Linked DNA regions of Mus musculus: all the other regions are linked to region 2. Evidence: chromatin contacts called from public Hi-C, HiChIP or PLAC-seq and promoter capture Hi-C data. All regions are on one chromosome and are shown on one strand. Each heading gives the region's core, a stretch centred on a gene start, on an enhancer-like site or on the middle of the called end of the contact. The rest is flanking DNA. Distances are from core to core; before and after follow the strand shown.

Evidence for each region. Promoter capture Hi-C pulls out the DNA fragments that hold promoters and counts their contacts. Hi-C and Micro-C count contacts between places; a contact is called where the count stands out from the background. HiChIP or PLAC-seq counts read pairs in DNA pulled down with a chosen protein or histone mark.
Region 1: a contact with region 2 is called in an H3K4me3 HiChIP or PLAC-seq map of forebrain, with 5 times the contacts expected there. The contact joins the enhancer-like site here to the promoter of Atp5g1 in region 2. A contact is called at or near these places in 6 of 39 promoter capture datasets (the 3T3-L1 cell line, HPC-7-derived erythroid cells, embryonic stem cells and 3 more), 7 of 115 datasets of contacts at active chromatin or transcription factors (T-cell acute lymphoblastic leukemia, astrocytes, bone marrow-derived macrophages and 4 more) and 1 of 9 other capture datasets (adipose tissue).
Region 3: a contact with region 2 is called in a promoter capture Hi-C map of liver, with 2.5 times the contacts expected there. The contact joins the promoter of Kat7 here to the promoter of Atp5g1 in region 2. A contact is called at or near these places in 5 of 39 promoter capture datasets (hippocampal neurons, liver, neutrophils and 1 more), 5 of 484 Hi-C or Micro-C datasets (CD4 T cells, the G1E-ER4 cell line, embryonic stem cells and 2 more), 4 of 115 datasets of contacts at active chromatin or transcription factors (effector CD8 T cells, embryonic stem cells, memory CD8 T cells and 1 more) and 1 of 9 other capture datasets (liver).
Region 4: a contact with region 2 is called in a Hi-C map of B cells, with 7 read pairs. The contact joins the promoter of Cdk5rap3 here to the promoter of Atp5g1 in region 2. A contact is called at or near these places in 4 of 39 promoter capture datasets (hippocampal neurons, liver and stem cell-derived epiblast-like cells), 1 of 484 Hi-C or Micro-C datasets (B cells), 3 of 115 datasets of contacts at active chromatin or transcription factors (astrocytes, bone marrow-derived macrophages and stem cell-derived neural progenitor cells) and 1 of 9 other capture datasets (macrophages).
Region 5: a promoter capture Hi-C map of pre-B cells shows a contact between it and region 2, with 2.7 times the contacts expected there. The contact joins the promoter of Mrpl10 here to the promoter of Atp5g1 in region 2. A contact is called at or near these places in 6 of 39 promoter capture datasets (the 3T3-L1 cell line, hippocampal neurons, liver and 2 more), 2 of 484 Hi-C or Micro-C datasets (B cells and muscle stem cells) and 4 of 115 datasets of contacts at active chromatin or transcription factors (Th17 cells, bone marrow-derived macrophages, large pre-B cells and 1 more).
Region 6: a contact with region 2 is called in a Hi-C map of B cells, with 8 read pairs. The contact joins the promoter of D030028A08Rik here to the promoter of Atp5g1 in region 2. A contact is called at or near these places in 7 of 39 promoter capture datasets (the HPC-7 cell line, hippocampal neurons, liver and 3 more), 1 of 484 Hi-C or Micro-C datasets (B cells) and 3 of 115 datasets of contacts at active chromatin or transcription factors (extraembryonic endoderm stem cells, forebrain and large pre-B cells).

Annotation. Positions count from the first base shown.
Region 1 is chr11:96,874,626-96,877,385 of GRCm38.p6, forward strand. Gm11523 (a long non-coding RNA gene) reads right to left here. Exons shown (of 4, transcript XR_880183.2): 2 at 1-1,440. Among named protein-coding and RNA genes, the nearest start is that of Gm11523, 4.6 kb to the right of the region's middle. Within about 2 kb of position 1,311, at least 147 of the 459 cell types and tissues checked have an H3K27ac peak or open chromatin away from gene starts, as enhancers often do. A contact at or near this core is called in T-cell acute lymphoblastic leukemia, astrocytes, embryonic forebrain and 2 more, where this site is marked.
Region 2 is chr11:96,074,269-96,077,054 of GRCm38.p6, forward strand. It overlaps Atp5g1 (ATP synthase, H+ transporting, mitochondrial F0 complex, subunit C1 (subunit 9)), which reads right to left and starts at 1,363. Exons shown (of 5, transcript NM_001161419.1): 1 at 1,289-1,363; 2 at 719-765. The coding sequence starts at 757.
Region 3 is chr11:95,308,831-95,311,778 of GRCm38.p6, forward strand. Kat7 (K(lysine) acetyltransferase 7) reads right to left here and starts at 1,416. Exons shown (of 15, transcript NM_001195003.1): 1 at 1,205-1,416. The coding sequence starts at 1,219. It overlaps Gm11520 (predicted gene 11520), which reads left to right and starts at 1,586. Exons shown (of 3, transcript NR_155298.1): 1 at 1,586-1,623.
Region 4 is chr11:96,914,994-96,917,772 of GRCm38.p6, forward strand. It overlaps Cdk5rap3 (CDK5 regulatory subunit associated protein 3), which reads right to left and starts at 1,521. Exons shown (of 14, transcript NM_030248.2): 1 at 1,391-1,521; 2 at 1,158-1,203. The coding sequence starts at 1,396.
Region 5 is chr11:97,040,023-97,042,921 of GRCm38.p6, forward strand. It overlaps Mrpl10 (mitochondrial ribosomal protein L10), which reads left to right and starts at 1,560. Exons shown (of 5, transcript NM_026154.3): 1 at 1,560-1,630. The coding sequence starts at 1,579. Lrrc46 (leucine rich repeat containing 46) reads right to left here and starts at 1,347. Exons shown (of 8, transcript NM_027026.2): 1 at 1,061-1,347; 2 at 845-950. The coding sequence starts at 1,082.
Region 6 is chr11:96,942,813-96,945,872 of GRCm38.p6, forward strand. It overlaps D030028A08Rik (RIKEN cDNA D030028A08 gene), which reads left to right and starts at 1,334. Exons shown (of 6, transcript NR_003293.3): 1 at 1,334-1,402; 2 at 2,033-2,281. It overlaps Pnpo (pyridoxine 5'-phosphate oxidase), which reads right to left and starts at 1,207. Exons shown (of 7, transcript NM_134021.2): 1 at 919-1,207. The coding sequence starts at 1,056.

The DNA of each region.
Region 1 (2,760 bases), core at 61-2,560, 800 kb after region 2:
TGTCTCCTGAAACTTTTTTACCCCATGTCTCCTGAAACCAGGAATGTTTGAAAAGAAGAGTTATGTCTGAGGTCTTGCAGCTAAACCTCAGAGTCTCAAGGAGAGGACCGTCCTTCCCAATAGAAAGACTTCTAGGCACCTCAAATCCCTAAACATTGTTGGTCCTTATCCCTATCAAGCTTGGAATGGTTTGGGGGGGGCAGTACGTGCAAAAGAACCAGCTGGGGGTATATCAGAGACCACTGGTAAAGAAGGCAAGCTCAGCCTGGGAGTACTAACGTCATAGTGTGGGGGATTATGGGTAAATGGTCTTAAGAACCATGGGCCAAGTCTGTAAGCTTTGAGTGGACTTCTCCTTCCTCCTCTTAGACTGTTGGTTTTTTTGGGGGGAGGGTGTGGGGTACTGGGAGGGCAGTGTTTGACTTTATAGTTCAGGTTGGCCTTGAACTTGTCTGGACCTCCAAAGTTCTCAGCTTAAATACCAAGCCACCGTGCTGACCTTCTCCTTAGTGTGAAATACCACAAGGGCACAGCCAGACCTGGTTCTCTAAATGACCCAGAAACCATGTGTTTTGCCCCCACCCCTCACCCCCATTTCCAACACCTTCAAAAGCAAAATGACAGAGGCCTGCCTGTCTGCCTGTCTGCCTGTCTAGAGGAGCAGTTCTTAACCTTCTTCCTAAAGCTGCAATGTTGTGATGATCTCTCAGCCATAAAATTATTTTTGCTGCTACTTCATAACTGTACTTTTGCTACTGCTATGAATTGTAATGTAAATATTTGATATGCAGAATACCTAATATTGGACCCCAGTGAATGGCTTGTTAGACCCCCAAAAGTGTCGGGACCTACAGGATGAGAACCTCTGGCCTAAAGGTAAACTATGACAGCCTGTCTTACTGCGCCCCAGGGACCTTAGGGAACCTGCCTCTGCAAAACCCAGAAAGTGGAACCTTCAGGGACAGTGTTGGAAGCTGGGCCCTGGAGACCCAGTTGTACCTAAGATAGCTAGGGGAGTGGCGATGCAGACCGATTTCCACACTAGAGCCAGTCATTCCTAAACAGAGAAGTGAGCGCAGGACACTTCTGAGCTCTCTGTTTGCTCGAACACTTGCTGGGATGCAGCCGCAACGCTTAATGAGTTCCTAAGACGTTGGTGCGGGGGTGGGGGGTTAAGGGATAGTGGGCTGGGCAGAGGAGGGGAGGGGGAGGGGAACTGATTAGAATCCCGGCCGTATGGCGAACGCTGCAGAGATGGAGGTAATCACTGAGCGGGCGAGACAGCGTGCTCCGCGACAGCAGGCGGCCCGGCCGTCGCCATGGCAACCGCGGCCTCCGGGGCGCGAGACTCAGCGCAACTCCGCGTCCGCGGTGGAACATCTGCTTTGCGCCCGGCTGCTGGGAGCTGGGGGGAGCGCGGGCTCGGTGGCTCCCCCCACCCTGCGAAAAAGAAACAAATTAGGCCAACTGTCCAATGAGGGGCCGCAAATGTATTTATTAATGCGAGGGAAAGGTTGTTCCGGAGCGCAGTTTGATTAATGTTTGAGTCTTCAGCTTGTCAGTCTGGTTTTGTCTCCTGCAAAGGGGGGTTGGGGGGGGGGTGTTAGGGAGCTGGGGGGGGTTGGGGGCTGGTAGGGGAGTGGGGAGGAGAGAGACAACAAAGCAGGAGGGGATGTTAATAGCCAAATAGGCTCTTTTTCATGTTTCCCTCCGCCTGCCACTCTTGATGGATGGCTCAGACAGACTCTGGAGAGCATTAGGGAGTCGGGAGCCCCTTCAGAGCGATGGGAGAATGGAGGAGACAGGCCTGCAGAAGCCAGGCTGGGGGTCTTTGGGGAGGGAACTCTTGGAGGGTTGCAAGGGAATGACCCCAGGAAGGGGCAACTCCTGTGGAAATCATAGGAAACCCCCACTGACTGTCTCCCTCAGCTCTGCATTGTCCTCTGAGCCTTGGAGACAGGCACTAGGGTCGGAGGGTGCTGGTACATGTACCTCTGAACCCCCGGCAGGCTGGAGAAGCTTTCAGCCTGCCTGCTCAGGGTCGGGAAGAAGAGATGGTTCATACCCTTTCCCTTGAAATTTACATCTCTTTCCTGCTCCTGTCTGTCCAGTCAATCCCTCTGTGGCATTCCCATCCTTGATGCTGGTTCCTCCTGCCTCCTTTCTCTTTGTCTCTGCTATTATTTTTCCCACCTCCTCCATCCCAGCTGGGTGACATCAGCTGCCTGTGTGGGGCCTGCCTTGCAGAGGTGCTATCCGTGGAGCCTGAAGCCTCGCGATGCTTTTCTTCTGAAGTCAGGGAGAGACGCTGGGTCTCCCCACTGGAACTGGAACTTGACCGATTCTTCAGAGCATGCTACCGACCCTCTTCTCCTTTCCCTTCAGTCTTAGCCTCAGCTCTGGCCAGCTCGAGATTACAGACGTCTGGACAGGCAGGTGACTGAGAAACCCAGGAGAATCTCCAATACTCAGGCTGCCCTTTTTTCACACCCCATGTCCCCAAAGAAATAAAGTGGAGAGAAAAAGGAGCTCTTTAAAGCCAAACACGAGCACTAACATGACTTTGCAGCTCATTTTTTTCCTGCTTGCTCAAGAAAGGATTGCATGCATGCAATACAACACACAAGTGTGAAGTTATTAAACACTCAAAAGCTTAAGCAGACCAAAGCCTCGCTTCCTGTGTGTGTTTTACATTGGTTATCATCAGCACCACCGTGGCTGTTAAAGTCATGGGGTTACCCTGTTTAAATGTGGCCACAG
Region 2 (2,786 bases), core at 113-2,612:
CAAGACCCGGGGGTCAATCCTCAGAACCAAACCCAAACCAAACCGGATACCAAAGTCCATTTCCAAGGGCACAGACCTAATCAGTTTCCCAGAATAGAGTAAGACCCAAACATCCAGTCAGTTGTTGAGGTAACAAAAGGCAATCAAGGGGAGAGATTTACTAAGATGCATTCACAGCAACATATATCCTTCAGGCAGCGGGCCAGGAAGCCTGGTTTGACTCCCAGAACAGCCATCTTAGGAAAGCTCCCAGTGACACGGATTGCTTGACACATTATTCAGTACAATGACTCTCAGGCTTGGCAGAACATTGGCATCACCTGGGGCATTCTACCAAAATTGCTTAGGGGTTCCACCTTCATTCTCAGTCTGATGCAATTGGTCTGAGGAGCAGTCTGGGCAGTAGAAGCATTAGGCTTTCCAGATGAACTGAACACGCAGCCGAGGTTGAGAAAAACTGTTTTCCGGCTGTCTGGCTACAGCCAACCCAGGACTGTAATAAAAGGTCAGCTCTAGCTTATCTGAGGACGCTCAGAAAGCCACGACGGCTTGGTTTACAGGCCTGAATAAACATAGGTTACCTGCAACAGCTCCTATACCCTCCGCCAATAGCCATCATCATCATCACGGAACGCCAGCCCCTCTTAGTCCATTCATTAAACATGATTGCTCCCATACCATACCCGGCACTATAGGGAAACCCGGAGCTTCCGCTTACCAGAGCTGGAGAAATGAGCAGTGCCTTGGTGGTCTGCATTTTTCAATCTGCAAGAAGGGGGAGAAAAGAAAAAAAAAAAAAACCGTAATTCCTATGAAAGCCCGGGTGTCTGCTTATACTGGCAACCTCCTGTTGTCCCCATCCACCTCCAATCGTTCCCCCCAACCCTCTTCCTATACCCCAGCTAAGGAGGGCATTAGAGGTCAGAAGGACAGAGCAGATTCCGGGGTCAACCACTCTCTGCGCAGCGGGTCTGCAGAAGGACAGCAACCGAGATCGGAAATAAAAGGAGGTGGCTCAGGCCCCAAGAGGGAAATGTTGCGAAAAGGAATGGTCTCCCGGGAAGACCGGAGGCAGAAACTGGCAGACGTCGTGCAGGATCCTGCCCAAGTTACACTGCTGTCCCCTACTCTCCCCAGCGGCCGTTTATCGCTCATTACCGTTGGTAATTAACATTAATTGATAAGGCTTAAAGACTCTAGTCCTCCTTCCCTATCCCTGGAGGCAAATGGTGCTCCACGTGGCACAACCCACGGCCTTGCGGACCCCTGTCTCCCAGCCCCAAGTCACCTGCACTCCCACTCCCCTGCAGCCCCTGCTCGGCCCACAGCACACTCCCTGCTCAAGGTGACTGACTCACCTCCCAGCTTTAGCCCTTGGTCTGAGCGCTCAGCTCCCCCACCCACGTGTTCGGAGTCCCTTCACTCCCATTGGTCGTTATCTCTCCACGTTCCAATTGGCTGGCGTCATCAACTCCATCCTTCTTATTGGTCTTCTTCAGCTTCTTCCTCTCTCTCCACAGGAGCTTCGTGGCAATTCCCGCCTCCTTGCGGATAAAGGCGGGTTCTTTTTCCGAGTTCGGGGTTACGATTGGTCGAATCCCGAAATGCTTGACCATAGAGTCGACGAGACTCAGAGGTTCTACAACCTTCAACACAAAATGGCGACCAAGGTGCAAGCGGAAGAAAAAAGCGTGGGAGTGACAACCGGCCGCTTGACGCAAGCTGACACGTGATAAGGGCTCCAGGCCTTCATTCGGCCGCTTGGACCTTGGGGCGCATTGCATGTTGGGCCTTGTAGTCCTGTCCAAGGACTCAAGGACCACCGACATCCCGCGAGATGTTGCTTCCTGGCAAGGAGAGCCGACGCCTTTACAGTACCTTCCACCATCGTGATTTGTAAAAACCCCCATTTTCGTCCAAGTATTAAGGCAGGCTGGAAAACTTCTAAGTAGTGAGCGTGCTCTTGTGGGTCTGTCAGTAGTCAGTCAACATGGACTCACAAGTTGAATGGTGGAAAAAAAAAACTCAACAAAATACAATTAAAACCAGGCTTGCTATTTCGTACCCGAAATTTTAGCACTTGGCAGGTGCTTAGGAGACAGGAAAGTCAGGAGTTCAAGGCCAGACTAAGCTTCTTGAGTTTAGGTAAAAAAAACAAGGTAGGGCTAGACAATTGTATTGGGAGTGGGGAGAACTCTAAAACGAAAATAATAATTGGTAGGATGAAGCGTGCAAAGAATTCAGGTGGTGCATGCTTGTAATTTCAGACATCGGAAGGCTAAGGCAGGAAGACGGAGCACTTGCTCCAGGCCAGTCTGGAGTAAGTAGCAAAACCTGGCTTAAAACGACAAAACAATGCCGGCCAGTGGTGGCGCACACCTTTAATCCCAGCACTTGGGAGGCAGATGCAGGCAGATTTCTGAGTTCGAGACCAGCCTGGTCTACAAAGTGAGTTCCAGGACAGCCAGGGCTATATAGAGGAAACCCTGTCTCAAAAAACCAGCAACAACAAAGAAACAAACAAAACCACATGTGTATGCACACAAGCACAAAGGGTAGGGACAGAAAAACAGGACTGCAGTAACCATTCACTAGTGAATTAGAAAACCTTCCTGGAAAGCAGTTTGGCAATACTTTTTATTTGAAATGCTATGAATGAGCCATCCTCTTTGACCCAGTAATTCTTGAGTAACTGAGGACCTTTAAATGCTCCACCCTCCTTGAGTCAGTATTAACACTTCTAGGAACCTGCACTAAATAAATAATGTCCTGCAAAGGTTCTGATA
Region 3 (2,948 bases), core at 166-2,665, 770 kb before region 2:
ATCTGTACAGCTACAGTGTACTCACATACATAAAATACATAAATTAATCTTTTAAAAAAATACTACCTGTCAACTCTGGTCATTGCAAGAGACATTAATGTAAATATTTAACTTGGAAAGCTTCCATGAAGAGTGATCTCTGCAGAAATATGAATACCAACCGTCTATCCATCCAAATATTTCATTCAAAAATCTGACCACAAGTAAATAGAGGCACAGAATGTCACTAAAAGGCAAACTTTAGGGTCATCTCAGCCAAAGACCCTGACACCCGTCCATGACCTATCAATTCTGCCTGGCTTAACCCTGAAAATCAGCTCTTTACTTATTTCCCACGTTAACGGCTTTCTTACAGTGTATACAATTTCAAGCAGAGACTGTATGAACTATGGTTCTTTGTGTTCTTCTCTCAACAGCGATAACCCTTTAAGCCAGTGATCACGCATACTTTTCGAATTCCTAGCAACTAGCACGTAACACTGCTCTTTGCATTTTACGACTGAACATATGGGGCAAATGTCATACAGTTCAACAAACATTTACTGACCAGGAAATGTCAAACTGAACAAATAGGTGGAAGACGGTGACTGAGACGCAACAGGCCTGCGAGCTATCCCTTGGGGGTGGGCGCTGGCTTTCTAACCACCCATCCTCGGCTTTGTTGTAATCCCCCCACCAGGAAAGGAAAGTGGTCTTCCCAACTCGCCTTTACAACACCTATCGCCATCTCTATCCGGAAGGGCGGGGCGTTGGTCGCCCCAATCCAGGCCTTGCTAAGCCGCACCCGCCACAAGAACAGACTGCAAAGCTGGGCCAATAAAGAGAAGGGAGAGCATTCGCCACAGCCAGTCGGAGAGCACCGGGGCCAGACCGAGACACCGCCCACGCACGCGGGGAGGTGACCGTTGGGCCCAAACAGGCGGCGTCACCATCCAATCAATACGCTTCTAGACATTTCCGCGACCAATTAACAAGAACGCCTCCGATCCGGGCAAGCAGAGGGCGGGAATAGTTACAGGCATAGGCCGAGGCCAGGGTCGGGCCCACATTTTTCTGTCTGGTACCGAGAGGAGACAGAGTAGCTAGGCTAGGTTCGGGGGACCAGAAAGTTGGAACCCAAGCACGACGAGGCGTGGCCAACCGCGTCACGTTACTCAATCGACTCCCCTTAGAAACCCGCCATCCCTTCTCTGCCATTTCTCACCTTCCTTCGCGGCATTGCCGGCGGCTGCAGCCCGACGGTTCCGATTCGGGCGGCGGCAGCACCAGCAGGAACGGGGGCTCCGGCGGGCTCCGTGGCGGCCTCTGTAGCTGTCCCAAACCCTGCGGACGATCCCAAGTGCCTCCTACCTCTCAGCGTCTAGAGCCTTCTGCGCAAGCGCCGCGGGCTGGAAGCGCCTATTCCTTAACTTCCGGCTGAGGCTTGCGTCACCTGACCTTTAGGCCAGTGAGGATCATGGGAAGCTCGAAACTCTTAGTGAGGCCAGTCAGCGCCATTTTGGAATTGGGCAGGAGACGGCACCAGTGGTGAAACCTTCGGCTAGACCTTTTTAGTTAGGTAGGCGGCATTCGTGTGGGATTAGGTAGCCATGATTGTTTGGGGCAGAAGTCTGGCAGTTGAAGGTAACCGTTTTCATCTTTACATTGGGCAAACTCTTCCTTCCTCGTCGTTTTAATTTGTGGCGTGGAGGGAGGAAAACCCCAGAATCCATCAGGTTGTCGATCTTTAACTCTTTCATTTCCTAGTCGGCCGAAGGACGTTTCCGTTCATTCTGTAAACTCCGAACTGGCAAGAGATATTTTGCCCAAGGAACTGCTGTAAGAGCTATTCCGTGTTCCGGAGTGGTGTGAATGGGGCTTGAATAAAGGATTGACAGGGTCGTTGTCGGTCTTGAAGTGGGGTAGAGTGTTCTCTTTATGCCTTGTCCTTGCGTTAAGAGAACAAGAAGTAAGTTATGAGATGATGCAGAGCCATTCTCAGGATGCCGGAGCGCCAAAGAATTTCCAGTTTATCTCTGTTGTGAAACGCCCCCGGCTTATCAGTGCTCTGCTTTGGTTTGAGATCTTTGGGTGGCCCGGAGAGGGGCGGAGGACGTGGTTTGAATGTGAGGGTGCTGTACCAAAAGTCGGAGAAGTGTTGAACCTCATTCAGCCCGTGTGACCTCTGTAGCACAAATGCAAGAGCCAAGAACTGAGTGGAGAGAGAAATAGTATTTTGAAAGACACTAGAAAGGGAGTGGGTATTCAAGTAATAATAAAAGGCCATAAGAAGAAGAAATTAAGACTAGAAGAAAGAGCTATACGAAAAGTCTGGAACCAGGTGGGGGGGTGGGGGTGGGGGTGCATGCTTTTTGAAGCAGGCAGATCCAAATCATGAGCTTACGGCCAGCCTGGTCTACATGGCCAGTTCCAGGCTAGATCCTGTCTCGAAAAAGAAAAGTCTGGAAAGTGGTTTGTAGGCCTTGAAGTTTTAGCCTCAGAGGACTTGAAAGAACCAAGGTGAACCAAGAGTGACTTGCTGGAATCAAAGCAACCTCAGTAATTACCAAGATAGAATTCTGGTTCCAGATTTGTGTGTGTGTGTGTGTGTGAGCTGAGCACGCACTCATGACCAGGTGAGTGCTCAGAGGACAACTTTGGGGAATAGATTCCTAACTTCCACCTTTGTGGTGTCTCTGGGATCAAACTCGGGTCATCCAGCTTGCTGAAAGAGCAAGTGCTTTTATCCCCTGAACCCCCACAGGCCCCTATCAGAATTTCCATTTGAGGCTGGCTAACCTGGAGAGAGGCTTTAAGAACAGAATACAAACCTGATTGACATGCTAAACAGAGGACTCTTCGGAGTTAAAAAAATTCCAGACCCTTAGCCCACATTCCCTGGGGCTGGGGGTGGGGAATAGCTTAAGCCATTGTTGACGCCATTAGCATTCGGTATTTTGCTTTTAGTA
Region 4 (2,779 bases), core at 271-2,770, 840 kb after region 2:
TAACAAAGACAAGTATAAAATAGCAGCGGGGATGGAACAAATGCTCCATGGTGAGCGGTGTCCTACTGGTTCTTCTCAGGACTCGAGGACAAACTGGCACACCCAGGTAGATGCAGCGGGTGCCCATACACTATGAATACATGGTGGCCCGTGCCTGGCAGGCACTTGGGAGGACTCACCAGTGTCCATCAAAGGACTGAATACTCCCTCTCCTTTAAAACAAATCTTTCAACCGCTTAATTTCTCTCAAGCAACAACAGTATCAGAAATTCTGACTCTGAGTTCTTCTCAAGTTGTCAGAAAGGAAAACAGCAGACACCAGAATTCCTCCAGGGGCTGAGGTCGGCAAACACCCTCTTAAGGACGTGTTACCAGTGGACTGGCGTATCTGGTGAACACAAGGGCCAGGGGCTGTACACACCCCCAGAAGTGACAGAATGAGGGATGTAAGCCAGATGCAGAGACTGCCTGGTCACTAAAAGGTCTTCTTGTCTCTCTGTCATTTTCTTTTGAAATAGTGTCTCTCCATGTAGTCCTGGCTGCCCTGGTGCTTGCTATGTGGCCAAGGCCTGCCTCTGCCTTCTGAGTGCTAAGACTAAAGGTTTTTTGGGGGGGTGGGGGTGGGGGGCGGGGAGTACTAGGCTGGTACTTGCTATGCAAGCCAGGCTGTCTGAGAACTGCCACCAATCCTCCTGCCTCGGCCTCCCAAGTATTATGGTTACCAGTGTGAACCACCATGGTTGGCATAAAAGGTCTGTATGTGAGTCTTAGGGCCCTCTTCTCCCTAAATCCAAGGAGAGAAACTTTTTAAATAGATGGGAGAGGATTACCCACCCCAAATAATGCAAAATGCATGAAGACAGAACCAAACAGACTTAGGTTTCAAATGGATCAGCCATTTGCTTAACTGTCCATCTTTAACACTATCCATTTGTCCTGTGTGCCTGAATACGATTTGATACTACGTGAGAAACGTTAAAAGTAGAAAACACGGAGCCAGTACAGACTTTCCATGCTTCCTTCCTTGCAGAGCAAACAGTTCGCTGGAGTAAAGCACCTCAGCTGGGACTTTCACAGCTCCTGGCTGCTGGTTGGTGACAGGGGGCAACTAGCAGACCTCCCCCGAGAGCCGACCGCGCGGGGGCGCCCTCTCCTACCGAGCAGCTTGCTGGTCTGGATGTCGATGGGCACGTGCTGATGGTCCTGGTGGGAAATACGACCGGGAGGGAGGGCGTGAACGCGGGAAGGCGATGCGCCTCGCGCGCGCTCATTCCACGAGTCCAACCGCCACCCTGCAGGGGCAGAGCACCCGACAGAGGACGGGAGGACTTGAGGAGGCAGGACAGGAATCCCAGAGAAGACCCAGTTTCTCCAGCCCTGGTCCCCACACCTGCATCCTTTCTCCACTTCCGCTTCCGGCCAAAGACCCCGGCCCAGCCTAGCACCAATCCTGAGCGGCTGTGCTTGAGCCTCAGTTCCGAAACAAACCGGCCTCCTTCAGCCACGTCGCCGTCTTCAGCGGAGCCAATCCAAGACCACGCTCCGCCCCTCTGCTGAAAGCCCCGCCCATCACGATGTTCTGATTGGTTGAGTACCGGAGGGGCGGGAGAATAGCTGACAGCCAATGGAAGGCGAGAGGCGGGCTCCGGCCGGGTGATCTCCAGGAAGGGATGTTACACTTGCACGATGGCGGTAGGGGGCACCCAAGAGCCGTTTTAGGCTGCTTTTTCATCAGCCTGGCGCGGAGCCCCCAGCTAGAGAACGAACACATGCGCGGAACAGGTCCTAGCACCTTCCCGATGGCGTTTCGAAAGTAGTTAAAAAAAATACTTTCTTCCCACCATTTTCTCCCTTTACCACATATAGAAGGTCACAGGTCTCTTGAGGCTCTCGTCACATTTTGTCCTCCCATTTATGATAAATACGATTTTTGAGCACCCGATTCTTGTTGGACGACTGGGACAGGGAAGGGAGAGGAAGCAACACTCATTGAATAGTAAACAAAAAGTTGCGTGGTGGCACACGCCTTTAATCCCAGCAGGGAGGCAGAGGCAGGCGGATTTCTGAGTTCGAGGCCAGCCTGATCTACAAAGTGAGTTCCAGGACAGCCAGGGCTATACAGAGAAACCCTGTCTCGAAAAGCCAAAAAAAAAAAAAAAAAAAAAAAAAAAAGTTGCAGAAGGAAGGATGATGGCGGGTGTTCCTGGTGGAGTGGAAAGGCTGTTTCTGATGGAAGAGACTGCACAAACTTTAAAACTACAGCTGCAAGAGTGGTTCAGGGAAAGACAAGCAGGGGAGACCGGCAAAATATACGTGGTCCAAGACAAAGTGAAGTGCAAGGTCCCTTGTTTCACGAGGGATCTCAAGAGGACACTACACAGGTCTCCCACCTATAGCTGACCTCAGACCCACCTCTATACAGTAAAAGGTTTAAGGCAGTGACCCGGGAGGAGGCTGTAAAAATATAAGGATCGTAACAAAGAGTCCCTCATTAAGGAACTTGGACTTCACACTGCAGACAGAGAGGAACCACTGAAGGGTTTGGTACAAGGAAGGACATAACACATATTGGTTAGGAGGATGGGCTAATGGGCAATAAGGCTGTGTCCAGAGCAACTAGGAGGCTGTAAGGGAGAGGTTGGGCCTCACCTAGGTCAGAAGCTGTAGGGAGGAGATAAGCAGAATTTAGGAGGAAAACAGACAGGCGTTGGCAATAGATTGGCCAAATGGGTGAGGAGGGAGGACTCAAACATGACACTCAAGCTGGGCAGTGGCGGCA
Region 5 (2,899 bases), core at 310-2,809, 970 kb after region 2:
GCTGGAATGAATTGTACACATAATAAAAAAAAAGAATGTTAAAAAAAAAAAAAGAAGCCGGGCATGGTGGTGCATGCCTTTAATCCCAGCACTCGGGAGGCAGAGGCAGGCGGATTTCTGAGTTCGAGGCCAGCCTGGTCTACAAAGTGAGTTCCAGGACAGCCAGGGATACACAGAGAAACCCTGTCTCGGAAAAAAAACAAAAACAAAAAACAACCAAAGAAAAAAAAAAGAAAGAAAAGAAAGAAAAGAAAAAAAGAACATGGTATGAGGAATTGCACACTTGCAGAATGTAGCTGTAAATAAGGTTGGTTAATGCTATTTGGATTTTACTCTGGCTGTAGTAGGTTGTTGAGGAAGTTTCTACCAGGGAGTAATTAGATTTATCATTTATAACAATCAATGGTGTAACAGCAGTATGGGAAGGCCAGACTGGGAACTGGGCGGAGAATTTTGAAGTTTGCTAAGAGGTGAGGTAGTGACCTCCAAGGCAGCTGAGGATGTATGAAAAAAATCGTCTTCAAGAAGTAAAAACCGCTGGGTGGTGGTGGCGCACGCCTTTAATCCCAGCACTTGTGAGGCATTGGCAGGTGGATTACTGATTTCCAGGACAGCCTGGTCTACAGAGTGAGTTCCAGGACAGCCAGGGCTACACAGAGAAACCCTGTCCCGAAAAAAACAAAACAAAACAAAACAAAAAAAAAAGTAAAAAAACCAACCGGAAAGTAATACTGATTAGTAAGTGGAGTAAGTAAGGAGAGAAAGTTTCAAAGTCAGTACAGCTCAGCAACCTGGACGTCACTGTTCCCGCCTTCTATCACCCCTTTCTCTCCTGTCCACTCACATCTTTTCTGACAGGTCTTCATCTCCAGGGAAGGTCAGGTTCCGCTTGGTGATAAGGGCTTCAGTAATGTGGACACCTTCCTCGGTTCTCTGGGCAGCTTTCTTAGCTGGGGAAAGATGAGCCTTTTGTCGCCTTGGGTTCATTTTTTTTTTTTTTTTTTTTTTTTTTTGGAAACCCGACCGACCTCACTGTTGCCCAACTGTTCTGTCAACTCACCTTCCTGCTCGTCTCCTGGCATGATCTAAAATAAACAGCGGCTGCTTGAGGCAGGTAGATGGACGAAGGCGAGCAGAGAAGCTTAGACGGTTGGGCTGGTTGAACCCAGGTTGGAGGGAAGACTGAGGAGACAAGGGCAGGGGGTTCTGAGAATTATTGGGGGTGCGGTGGAAAATAGGAGTAAATGGGAACGAAGGATCTGGAGTTAGAGGTGTGTAGCGTGGCTTTACTGGCCTTAAACTGAAAGGACCAGAAGGAATAGAAAGAACCGTTCCTTGAGGTCTCGCGTCGTTGCTAGGAGACTGGACGCCAGGTCTGACGGAACGGGGGGAGGGGGGGAAGAGGAGAAAGAGGCCCAGCTCCACGCATGCGCATAGCGGCCCTATCAGGCGCCACGCCCACTATTTCCGGGCCCGGGTTTTTGTTTTTTTTTTTTTTTTTTTTTTTTTTTTACTGCTGCCCCACAATCCTTAGCTACTTCCGTCTCCGCGCAGCGCGCATGGGAACTTCCTGTAGCGATGGCTGCGGCGGTGGCCGGGATCCTCCGTGGAGGTCTCCCGCCCCGGGCGGGTAAGGAGTGGCCCAGGGCCTCCCTGCACGCAGGATGGCGCTCTCTAGCCCTCGCCACCCTCCTTTCCTTCTGACCTTTCCCGTAATCTCTGACCGTCGACAGCTCTAGGAGACCCTGCCACTAGCCGGATCTCTGATTTGACTGGGTCATTACCTGCCGGTGACATCCCTTCCACAGCCCCTCCCCCCAAGCCGGGAATCACAGGACCTCGCTTTGGATTTTTCTAACCCTTCGCTCAGTTCTTACTCCTGGTCCCGGAGAGTCCTTTCCAGAAAATTTATGTATTCCTTCTTAAGGTCTTAGCCCAAACACAGATTCAAGTCTTCTCTCAACTACCCTCTCTCCATAAAGAGCAGGTTCTTTGGTGAAATTTACTTTTATCAATTCAGTCTAGTTTTGTTTATGCACGTGTCTCGTCTGATCTGTTAAACTTCACTGTGTCCATCTCAGCTGTGGTGTCTGCTGTTAATAGGCATCAGGCATTTAATGGGTAAATTTGACACCATACTGTAGGATTGTACTCATTGCTTCAAAGCAAAGGCACCTTGGGAGGAAGGCATTATTTTTATTTTTTAAAGAAGTATTTACTTTCTGTAAGTGAGTACACTGTTGCTGTCTTCAGACACATCAGAAGAGGGCATCAAATCTCATTACAGATGGTTGTGAGCCACCATGCGGTTGCTGGGAATTGAACTCGGGACCTCTGGAAGAGCAGTCAGTGCTCTTAACCGCTGAGCCATCTCTCCAGCCCCATCTCATCCCAAAGGCACTCGTAACAGCTCTTGTGGCCCTTAACCATAAAACCTCTCACCCTGGCAATCCTCTATATTACCTGGAGTCTTCTAGCTGATCTTTTCCCTACAAAACGACGCTATTGGTCTTTATGTTAGGGTTGAAAGAGTCACGTTGGCTCAGAGCTTTGAAGAATGTCCTTGGGTGCAGAGGGGACCTTCCAAGCTTTTCCTATTATCATCATTTTGTGCTATTGGGCACAAAAAGGTCAGAAGGCAGCTTGCGTGCCTCTTTTTCTTTTCTCCATCATAGGGGGATTCCAAGGGTTGTGTTTAGGTTGTCAGAGTTGGTGGGAAGTGCATTTATTGCACTGGATTAGTCGTCTCGCAGGCCTTAGTTTTGCAGTTTGAGTCAGGGTCTCATTAGTGAGGCTGATCTTGAACTCGGATTTCAGGTATTCACCATCTGACCTGAAGAAAGACTCCTTTGGGCGAATTGTGAGGTTGTTGTGTTTTTACCCCCTACTTGCTTCAAGT
Region 6 (3,060 bases), core at 84-2,583, 870 kb after region 2:
TCATTCTTTTTCATGAAGTAGTTCTAAGGTTTCACAAGAGCCTACATCTCAGTCAAGCACTCCTGCAGATGTTCACGGATAAGCACACTTGGCCACTGTAGCTCTGGATCCCAATCCCAGAACTGATCTCTTGGTCCCTGACCTGAGTGGGGAGAAGATCATGATGAGGGAGGTTAAAACGAAGAGCTTCCAGGTTAGCCTTGAACTCACTGTGTAGCCGGACCCTGAACTCTGGATCCACTGTGCCTAGTTCATTTGGTGCCAAAGGTGGAACCCAGAACCCTCATACACACCAGGCAAGACTCCACAACACTCAGCTACAAGCCCAGCTTCCGCTCCTTTATAAATTTATATCACGTTTATGACTGTTTTAAGCATTTTACAAATGCCTAAATATAGACTGGTAAAGACATCTACCACGAAACCTGACAACCTGAGTTCATTCCTGGTGACCTACGACATGGTGGGAAAAAAAAAAAAACAAAAACAAAAACCAAAAAACTCCTGAAAGTTGTCGCCTGTCATACATGTATAAACACATGTACACTCTAAATGTATAAAAATGTAAAAAATGAGAAAACCCCCAAACCCACAGCATCCTTGTGAAGTAGGTATCACCACTTTACAGGTGGATAAACTGAGGCCCAAAGAGCATAAATTGTCCACAGCGAGACAGTCAGAAAAGGGCTGGGTTCCAACACAGGTGGGTTCTGATGTCAAGGGGTCTATGAGTACACGTTAATCCACGGTTCCCCTGAGGCCCTCCCCAGTAGCTGTCTCTGAAACCCTCTTCTCCCATCAGGGTGACCCCTAAATCCCGTTGCCTTGTAAGTGGCCCCTGAAAGCACAAGGCGCTCCTCCAACCCTTTGCTAATTTAGGGACACCCCCTTTCCGTGTCCCGGCGGCAGCGGCAGCACCTCTCGATCCCCGCGGTAACTCTTGCGCATTGGTCCCAGGTCCATGACTGCACCCCGACAGCACAGGTGACGGAGGTAGCCCGTCCACTTCGCAGGTCTCCTGAACGTCACAGTGACGCTCAGCAGCCCGCACGTCATGTAAGCAGTCGGCCACGTGACCCAGCGTCGCCTGGCCCTGGGTTCGGAACCAATTGCTCAGCCTGTGTGTCTAGCCTGGGAAGGAAGAATTTACTAGAGCCCCAGACAAGCTAGTAAGTCCTAAGTTCTCGGAACCAAGGTGCCTAGGATCAACCAATAGCTGTCCAGGACCAGAGCAGGGATCCATACCTGGAGAGCTTATTGGTTTGAGTTACCTGGAGCGAGACCAATTAGAGCGGGAATGAAGGAACCCAGCAGCCAATGGGCAGCGCCTCCAGGGGCGGGAGCAGAGAGACAAGGAAATGCTGTCACCGCCGTTTAAGAAGCACGTGGAGGTTTGTTAAAGGTATAGGGACAGCAGCCAAGGCGAGGGCGGGGCGAAGTCTCGGGGCTGGAGAGGAGAGGTCCGCAGTAAGTGGCCGGCCAGTGGCGGGCTACTGAAGAAGAACGTAGGGCAGGGATCCCCTCCTGGCGCAGCGGAGGTTGGAAGACTGGGCAAGAAAACATGGTTTGGGGGCCGGACTCGGAAGCAAAGGTGTTAGGGACACAGGGAGAGACTGAGGGAGAAGATTGTGGCTTGAGAGTAAGGAGAGACTGAAACTGCCTTGTAAACCGCAGGGCAGGTGCTGAGGGTCGTGGTGGTGGGCTGATACTCTGGGGACTGGGGAAGCACTCTGGGGTCAGGAAGGAGACTCTGAGGCGAGAAGGGAGTCAGCTGAATAGAAAGAAGACAGAAATTGGAATCAGGCTACCCCAGAGCAGAATGGTCTTCCCTTCTAACTTGTAACCCTTTCCTAAGGGTTGGGCTGGGCTCAGGGCATCCTATACCCAATGCAGTGGAGTTACTACTAGCCACTGCTCTAACAGATGGAAGGGCTGTCCCTTTCCTAAACCTCTTTCAACTTGGTTATTTCCTCCTTTTCATATTTCTTCTTGTTGTTGTTGCTGTTTTTATTTCTTTGTTGTTCCTTTCTAGGTAGTGGGAGGCATAGTTTTTGGCAATAGCCAGCCAAGGATACAGGGAACAGGTGCGGCGCCTGCACGCTGACTTCACGTGGTGGATGTCTGGCTGAGAGAGAAGTAGGAAATCCTCACAACGCTTCTTCCAGCTTTGATCTGCCTGGGGCAGCCCGTGGTGGAAGATGACTCTGTAGCCCTGGTGTCTACCAGTATCCGGAGTGGGAGCCCCAAGAGCCATGTAGACAGGCACCCAGCACTGTGCCAGGTAAGAGACCTTCTTGGCCTGCCTTGGTGTCTGCAGTGGGAACTCATTATCCTCTGTCTACAGCTTGAGCCAGCGCAATCTGCTGCACAGAAGCAAGAGGAAGGAAGCTTGCTGAGAAAAGTGGTGCATGCCTGCCGGTTGTCTCAGCACTTAGACTAAGGCCAGCCTTGGCTACATAGTAAACGTGAGGCTAGCCTAGAATTTTTGGTGCATTGTCGTTTTCTCCCATGAGCAGGATGGGGAGAGTCGTCTGGCTCTTGCAGTGGACTGTAGTAGTTAGTCATCAGCATCCCTTATAAGGTCCACTCTCTTTTTCTATTCCCGGGGCTGCTCTTTCTTTGGAGCAAGAGCTTCCTAGGTACTGAGACTTCCAAGACAGGATCATGAGCTGGGTGTGGCGCCACACAGCTGGGACTCCAGCCCTTGGGAGGCAGAGGGAAAGGATCATGGGATTAATACCAGCTGCACAGCCTTAAAAAGGAAAAACAAACAAACAAACAAAAAAACGAAAAACCAACCAACCAACCAAAACAAAACAAAACAAAAAAACCTCCAAAACCAAAAAACAAAACCACACAACAACCATGAGATGTGTATTTATATAGCCTATCCATTCAATAAACATTTACCAGAGACTGCCTTTAGGCTAGGCATTGAGCCAGGTCTTACAGTACCAAAGTGAAGGCCATAGCATGATTCCTGGCCACACTGGCAGGTCTGTGAGCCAGAGAGAGTCGCAGGTGGTTAGCATGGTCCTGTTAGGCAAAGGAAAACTGAAC